3 separate regions of the Zea mays genome follow, and all the other regions are linked to region 1. The links are chromatin contacts, called in public Hi-C maps. All regions are on one chromosome and are shown on one strand. The core of a region is the stretch at or near the end of the contact, and the rest is flanking DNA. Distances in the headings are between cores, read along the strand shown.

The links. A called contact is a pair of places that touch in the nucleus more often than the background predicts.
Region 2: a contact with region 1 is called in a Hi-C map of ear, with 2.0 times the contacts expected there. The contact joins the promoter of LOC100282395 here to the promoter of LOC100501407 in region 1. A contact is called at or near these places in 3 of 25 Hi-C or Micro-C datasets (ear and leaf).
Region 3: a contact with region 1 is called in a Hi-C map of tassel, with 2.9 times the contacts expected there. The contact joins the promoter of LOC103631112 here to the promoter of LOC100501407 in region 1. A contact is called at or near these places in 2 of 25 Hi-C or Micro-C datasets (tassel and an unstated tissue).

The regions. Positions count from the first base shown.
Region 1 is chr6:78,201,217-78,203,820 of Zm-B73-REFERENCE-NAM-5.0, forward strand. It overlaps LOC100501407 (kinesin-like protein KIN-UB), which reads left to right and starts at 1,296. Exons shown (of 19, transcript XM_020539262.2): 1 at 1,296-1,794. The coding sequence starts at 1,599.
Region 2 is chr6:77,641,313-77,643,916 of Zm-B73-REFERENCE-NAM-5.0, forward strand. LOC100282395 reads left to right here and starts at 1,329. Exons shown (of 5, transcript NM_001155306.2): 1 at 1,329-1,641; 2 at 2,034-2,215. The coding sequence starts at 1,576.
Region 3 is chr6:77,666,375-77,668,978 of Zm-B73-REFERENCE-NAM-5.0, forward strand. LOC103631112 (enolase 1-like) reads right to left here and starts at 1,323. Exons shown (of 17, transcript XM_008652108.1): 1 at 1,291-1,323; 2 at 546-675. The coding sequence starts at 1,323.

The DNA of each region.
Region 1 (2,604 bases), core at 46-2,545:
TCCGCGAACAGGGAAATGTGTGAGTGGGTGTTTTTGGAAATGAAAACAATGCCACGGGAGCAGGAAGCTCAGTGGTGGTTGAGTGTGAAAATGTGCTACTTCTCCCTTTGGGGAAAACCATCAAAGTATTGCCTTTTTCTGAAAAAGAAGAGTGACTTCAGCTCCACCATATAAAGCATGTATTATATAGGCCCCTCTCTCTTTACGGGCGGGATGGGCTTGCGGAATACCTAGTGTATTGACCCAGATTTATTCATGTTTTTCAGCAGCCGAAGACTTCTTTTCTGCTATGCTCGACTAGAAGGGGCTATGTCTGCACCCAGTCTACCTGTGGCTTGGGCTAGTTGAGCTTCCACTGTGCTTTGTATTTCGGGCTCGCTAGAACTTGTACTCTGGTATTGTAATAACTTTTATTCGGACTCTGTACTATTTGAAGTAAGAAATGTGGTTACTAGCCTACTGGGACTAGTAATTATATCACATTTGAATCCCAACGGATCGGGACGCTTCACGTATGTTCTCACTTTCGTTTTTGTCCTGGATCCGCCACTGATTGCCAACTTATTTATTTATCAAATACAGGACCTGCATAAACTTGTTCATCAAATGCTGATAGCAAGTGAAGGACGATCATCTTTCTTCTGCCATAGCGATGTGCGTGCGTTTATGGGGTGGTAATGGATCACGATCCAAATACTTATTCACAAAATGGTAGGGTTCTAAATAAAATTTAGCAGAAATAAATATAAATAGGGTCCGAAACTAATTCGATCCGATTCTTAAATATTATAGTGTAAAATTTAGAGTCAATTTTCATCCCTACGTGCGTTCTTCGAAAAAAAAAGTTCACTACAACACCTGCAAAAGGGAATCTCATAAAAGTAACCGCAATTTTCGAACCATTCTCCCTCCATTCAAACCGCTCCAAGGCTGATCAAATCCCAGGATGAAAAGGGCCTGGACCCATAAAGAATGCAACAGTCGTGGCAAGGCTGATCAGACCTCTCTTTCCCCCACTCCCACTCCCAGTCCCAACTCCCAGGTCCCAAACCCGCAGGAAAACGTTCCCAGCCAAATTCAAATGAGGCCCGCTAACCGGAGGTCCCCAGTTTCCGGGCCCACCTGCATACGCAGCCACCAGCCACCCGTCTACACGGGTACATGCCTCGGCCGCACGGAACAGGGCAGTCGGCGGATCCCACATTCCCACCCACGTCACTGTCCGGTGGGACCTACGCATCGCTAGCCCAGAATGAGATGACTGGGGTCTGCGCCGACGTGGCAAGCTCCGGGGGACGCAGGCCGCGACACAGCTCACTCCGCTCCACCCACCCACCCAGCTCTGCCTTCGTCCTCCCCGTCCCGTCCTAGCTAGGCTCTTCAGTCTTCCCCCACACCAACTCGCTCGCCGGCCAAGCTTCCTTCTCATCCTCTCTCTCTCGCTGTCGCTGGGCCCCGCGGCGCCCTCCCCCTCCCCGCATTTAATCCTCGGGCGTCCGTGCTCCCCCGGTCCGCTCACGCCCCGCCCGTGATCTCGGCCGCCGTCTCCCACTCTGTCTCACCGCACGAGCCCCGCGTGGTGGTGGTGGTGGCGCTAAATGGCGAGCAGCGGGGTGAGGAACGGCGTGGGGCCCAGGATGAGCGCGAAACCGGACCGTCAGGGCGCCGGCGCCACGCCCAAGACGGCCGCGGGGAAGCACCGCGTCTCCTCGGCGGGCGGCGCCGGCGCGTACCGCCGGACCAGCTCCGGCCCGCTCCCCGCGGCGGCGGGCGGCCGCGCGGCGTCGGACGGAGGTGGGTTGCTTTGCTCGCTCTGGCTCCGGTCCTGCGGAGCGGGATCCGGATTTGGATTTGGATTTTGGTTCTGCGGGGTTTGAGTGGGTTTGTGCATCCGGAGCTCCTCTGATCTGCGTTTGGATGGCCTCGCCTCCTCCGAGTCGCTGCTGCTCAATCTGCTGCTTCGACTCACGCCAATTTTCTAGGGATTTGATTTTTACTATTTTCATTGACGTACATTTAGCCATTTCGATGGCTAATGTTAGTACTACCATTTTGATGGCTAGTGCTGTGCCGTAGCGCGATCGACCTGTCGAGTTCATTCAATTCCGGGTTTGCTAGTTGAGCAATCTGCGTCCGTTGGTGATGTGGTGCAAGTGTGTAACGTACGTTACGTATCTGCAGAGGCAGCAGAGCAGTCGCACCGTTTCGGAACTGACGGTGTGCGATTCATTTCTTTTACAGTACTTTTCCATATTGGAGTGGTGTATTGTTTTGGTCACGCCACTATCGCGCGTTTCATATTTTTGTTGTTGCATAAATGTCGTGCGCTACCCACCACAGCCAACCATCTCATTTAAAGCTGCGAAACTGATACAGCTGTTGAGGATAATGAAGAGCCACAGTTGGTAAATGTGTCTTCCTGCTGGTTCTGTATGCATCTCGTGGTTAGTTTACCTTGCATAGGACGACACCAAGTGAATATTACTATGTGTAGAATTAGTGAGTTACAAATTGTCCTGTTTAGAAGCAACCTAGTTTTTAAGAAACCAGTTTTTATTTTTTAGTTAACAGAGACCAGCTTCTTAGTTTTTAAGAAACTGAGAA
Region 2 (2,604 bases), core at 79-2,578, 560 kb before region 1:
ATAAGCAAGCCAAGCTACTCAAGACGCAGAAGTTCGCGTCCGACCATCTGGCCACTTCGTTCTTTCACTCATACTATTTGTTTCTCAATTTGGATGTAATGAGTGCACAATACTTTAGGGATATATAGCTGTTGTCTGCAAGGGCTTCCTCTGATCTAGCGGTTTTGTGCTTGGTAGGTGGATACGTCAAGATCAAAGGTCAAGTTGAACGTGATGAAGCCCTGGATTGCCAAGTGAGTCACTGATCTACTTGGGTGACGTATGTTTCTGATCCATGCAGAGGTAGTTACATTTTTATTGTTTGATATGATACTCTAAAGGTAAGAGTAAGTATGCATTTCAGTAAGCATGTTAAGCATTAGAGGATAAATTTGTTGTATTTGGTATTTCAGGAATGATCTTGTTGGCGTACTTGCGTTTTTCTGTCTTACTAAACTTGGATAAAATTGTTAAGCCATCACCATAAATGCATTTGCATGTGTTACCTATGGAATCTCAATAATGATTTTGGTTAGGGCATCAGATCTACACCATCTTCTTCCTCCCAAGTCCTAAACCAAAACATTGGCTATATTTAATTCGAGCATAGGGGCTCCTTTTCAACTTTTTTTTTGATCTTTTGGCTAAAATCAAGTGTAATATTTGTTTTACCAGTTCAATATCTAGTATATGAATAATATGTTCACTTTGACATTAAATTTATCTATTATGTGTATTTTTATGTGGAGGGTCCATTAAAATTGTATGTCGCTTAGTCACCTAATCAATATATTCAAATATAGTTAGGTACCATCACAACTCACGGGTATTAGACTAGTCCTCTTATAATCCCTACTTAGGGTAAGTAATCCTATGTGCCATTTCAAATAAGACATTTAATTATTTATATAGTACGTTTTTACTTCTTGGATTTAACAACAGAAGTTTCCACACTAATTTTAGTGATAGTTTTGGCAACTCAAATCTCTTTAAAAATTGAAGGAGATTAGAAAAATTGTACTTTATGCTAGTTTAGAAACTTAAATCCTCTATAGAATTAGAGGAGGCAAAAACTAATATATAATCAGGTCTTATGTGTGAGCGTGCAAATGAGGTTTCTGATTCGTTAGATTATGATCTAACCATGTATCACATTTAACATTTAAACTCTTTTACCACCCGCTCGAGTAGATTTAAAAAACCTCCTAACAAACCACAATCATGTCTACAATTAAATTATGATTTAACAGATTAAGAAACTCACTTGCACGCTTGCGTATAAGGTCTGATTGTATATTAATTGTTGCCGTTAGTATATAATTTGAGGTCCAAACTACACGACTAACGGAATCGGAGGGGATTGAGATGGCATGGGCCGTAGCCGAAATTGGAAGAAGCCCTCCGCAGTAAACTACGCATCTGGCTGACCCCACCCGCTCGCCTCCCACCCACGCGTTCCAGCTCACCGCCCACGACCACCTCGCCGGCGGCCGCAGCGGCGCCACGGTGCTCGGCTAGGGTTCCGCTTCACCCCCCTACCCCCCTAACGAAAGCGAGAGTGTGGCATCCGCGCCCGCCCGGAGGGGCAAGTCGGAGATGGTGTTCGTGTGGCTCACCGCGTTCTTCCTCGTCGTCGCACTCATCGTGCTTGTCATCTACCAGGTCAGTGCCGCCCCCGTGCTCCGAAATCCCTAGCCTCGCCTGGTCCCGGTAGGATCTTTCTGTGCCCGATTACGCAGCGAAAAATTGACGCGGCTGTTACAAGTATCTGGGTTCCGGACTCACACGTCGTCTCTTGGGGCTTCGGGGGTGCCAATTTGGTCGGTGCGGTGGAGAAGGGCTCAGTATCTGGTTTTGGTCGCGATGCTGCGTTCTAGTGAATGCTGATGCCCGGCCCGGTGCATTTACTTTAGTTCTGTGCCGTTTATACGTTGTAAATCTGTGACCTTTTGCTGGAAGGAATTCGGATGTTCTTTTCCTCATCCTTTTAACTGACAAGCATACCTGTCCTTAAACTGTCACTGACCGTCTAGTTCTTCCGTTTCTCATTGCAGCTGATGTGCTTGGCGGATCTAGAGTTCGATTATATCAACCCATTCGATTCATCCTCTCGAATAAACAAGGTCGTGATGCCAGAATTTGTGTTACAAGCACTTCTCAGCGTGCTGTTCCTCTTATCTGGCCATTGGGCGATGCTGTTACTTTCTCTCCCAATGGTGTACTACAATTATACGCTGTAAGTGCTGCCTGTCCTGTGACTACCTTTTAAAGCAACTAGGAATACGATTCTGTAGGCTCTGATTATTGTGAAGTCAGGGGAATGGCAGCTTGTTAATTCTACATCGTTACTAAATTATCGATCTGATATGGATAGAGTAAACATGCAATTGAAAGTTGGAAAGTGTACTGTGCTGGCTACTCATACTAAGAATCGGAAGAAAAGGAGGAAATAGGTGCTGCCAACTGACTTAACTGTTTTTTTAGCTTCTGGGTCACAAATTGCTGGATTGAAATAAATCATGTATTAAGGGTTTGTCTCTCCTGCGTTTAGCTCTTTTCTTTGTATTTTACACATGACATAATTACATGATTAAGTTGGTATAATAGTATAATATATAACAGATC
Region 3 (2,604 bases), core at 73-2,572, 530 kb before region 1:
AAAAATATTCTATTTAGTAGTGGGGCAGCATAATAGAAGTTCAAAAGTCAAGGCTGTCTTCTGCTTCATTAAGAGATCCACACGCTGGTGATGGTTCTGCTGGCATGTTTCTAAACACCCTTAGGCTCTGCTTGATTCTAGACACCCCGAGCATAGAGATTTCAGAGAAGCACTTCAATTGGCGCAGTAAAAAAGACAGCAGGTTCCAAACAGTCGCCGGTCAGGGAGGCGACGCATCAAACAAATCTAGCAAAAAAAAAAAAAAGGAACAATTGGATCTATACCATTAAAAGATCCAAACTTTAGATATATACCATGGACCCCACATGTCATTGACTCATGTGGACCCACATGTAAGTGAGATAGTAATGGTATGGATCCAAAGTGGTGATCTTTTAATGGTATGATCCAAATTTCCCAAAAAAAAAAAAAAGGCACACGCGCAGTCCTAGAAAATTCAACTTCCACAACGAACGTATCCCTCGACACTCCAAGATCAAGCAAACCAAGCAGTGGTTCAGGAACAGAGCACTCAAAAAACGTACCGGTGGATGCGCCGCTGCGCGCTGGGCACGGCCCCCCTCGCGAAGCTGCCGTCGCTGAGGCCCACGTCCACCTGCGCCGGAGGCTATTTGTTGAAGATGCAGCGGAGGGATGGTGTGACTGGGGCCCCACCTAGCGTCGTCATTGTTCGGTTGGCCCGGTTTGGGAAGGCTTTATTTAAAAATCCTTATTTTGCTGTTAAAAAGTTATAAAGAAATATATCCTATGTAATTACTCGTTTGATTGCACATTTACATCAATATGATAAATTTTTTTGCATAGTATATGCTCTCATAAAAATAAGCAACGATTCTAATATTATTCAGGTATATGTTTAATTTAAACCTTAAACCCTAAACGACTCAATATGTTTTGGAATCAAACTTTATATCAACCATCACTAAACCGCGAGTTGTTCTAACTCATATATATAATCATGGATTACAAGTTTGGGTCATACACGAGGCACAAATGGCATGTTTGGTTCGGTCTTCAACGCCTACGATGGAAATGCCTCGCAGGCATGTGCTTGGGAGGCTGCAATCCAAACGTGCCCAAAGTACGAATGTGTGAATCAGAGAAATTTCTATCGTTGGATAGTTAGAAGAAGGTGAAAAAAGAGATAAAATTTTAGCTCTTTAATATCATTATTATCATAGGTATATGATAGGTACATATAAATATGGATTTAGGGATGAAGATCACATGTTAGGTAGGCATGGGAAAAGGAGAAGGGCCAAGTGGCACTTTTGCATCGCCGCCTTGTCCACCATATGGCATTCCGTCTGGTCTAGTCCAATCAAACGACGAAAGTGTTACAATAGTTGTGATCAGTCCCCTTCATGGGATGCGATAGTTTCTCCCAAGGGATACATCCATTGGGGAGGCACTGGTTCGCTTGTATATAAGCACTGTCTTCCCTGCAATAAAGAAGATGTCTGTCATTCTCTCTATTCTCTGCGTCTCATTTTCACTACGCTTCAACAGAAAGAAAACTTCTCGTCTAGAAAAAAGCTGATGCACTTGGCACCGTATACATAGGTGACGTGACGAAAAGAAAATGGTTAGACTGTCTTTAAACGTATTAGTCGGTTACCCGTGCATTGCGACGGTTCACAACAATATCCACGTAAATTATCCACAAAAAGTTTTTAAGATTTTTTATTGATTTTCTCCGCTCTTCGTATAATATTTTATGAACGCACGAGTACCATAGACAGCAAATCAGAGATCCTATCCCTCGTTTCCCCCACTTCCAAGATTTCGTAGAGCAAGAGGGGAAGGGAAGAGACGGACATACCTGTTTGTTGCCGAAGAAGGACACGACGAAGACCTAGACATCTGGAGGCGACATAGTATACATATGTATAATTTATATTCAATATTATAAACACCTGAGCATGATGTTCTACAGGTTAGACAACTTTATTTAGTGTCTCTCACCCTTCTTCCATCAGGGTGTGGGTTCAGACCCCAACTCCTCCACCGCTTTTTAACATAACTCACCTTCTGTACCGCTTTTTAATATTTTACGCTGAGTTGATTTAGAAGGAATGTAGGGACTTTTTTGTAAAAAGATGATCGTTGAAACTGGTGCTTTAAGTATAGTACAGAAATATATATAAAAAACACTAGAAATGGCCAGCTAATCGCCTTTTGGTTTAGCTTTTTCTGAAGAGCTTTTCTAAGAATTTAGCTCCGGGAAGAATTTGGGTGTAGAGAGAAGTTGAGTACCGTGGAGATTACGTGCGGAATAAAATAAAAGAGCTAATAGGGTTTAGGATGTAGAAAGTGATGGTTTCCTACTATCACAACAACTCGGCCACATTGATTTTGGACGGTTTTGGCTAAAGTGATTCTTATAGAAGTGGGCTGAAAAACTGAATGTTTGACACTATACATCATCTTCTGATGGGCAAAAAAGTTGAAACAAATGGGGGTCTAACATTGTCGGGGACCATAATTAGGGGTACCCCCAACACTTCTAAACTCGGCTGGTAATCACCATCATCACAAGCTGCAGGGCCTGATGGCCGCAATTCAGGTCAAGGCTCCGTCCAC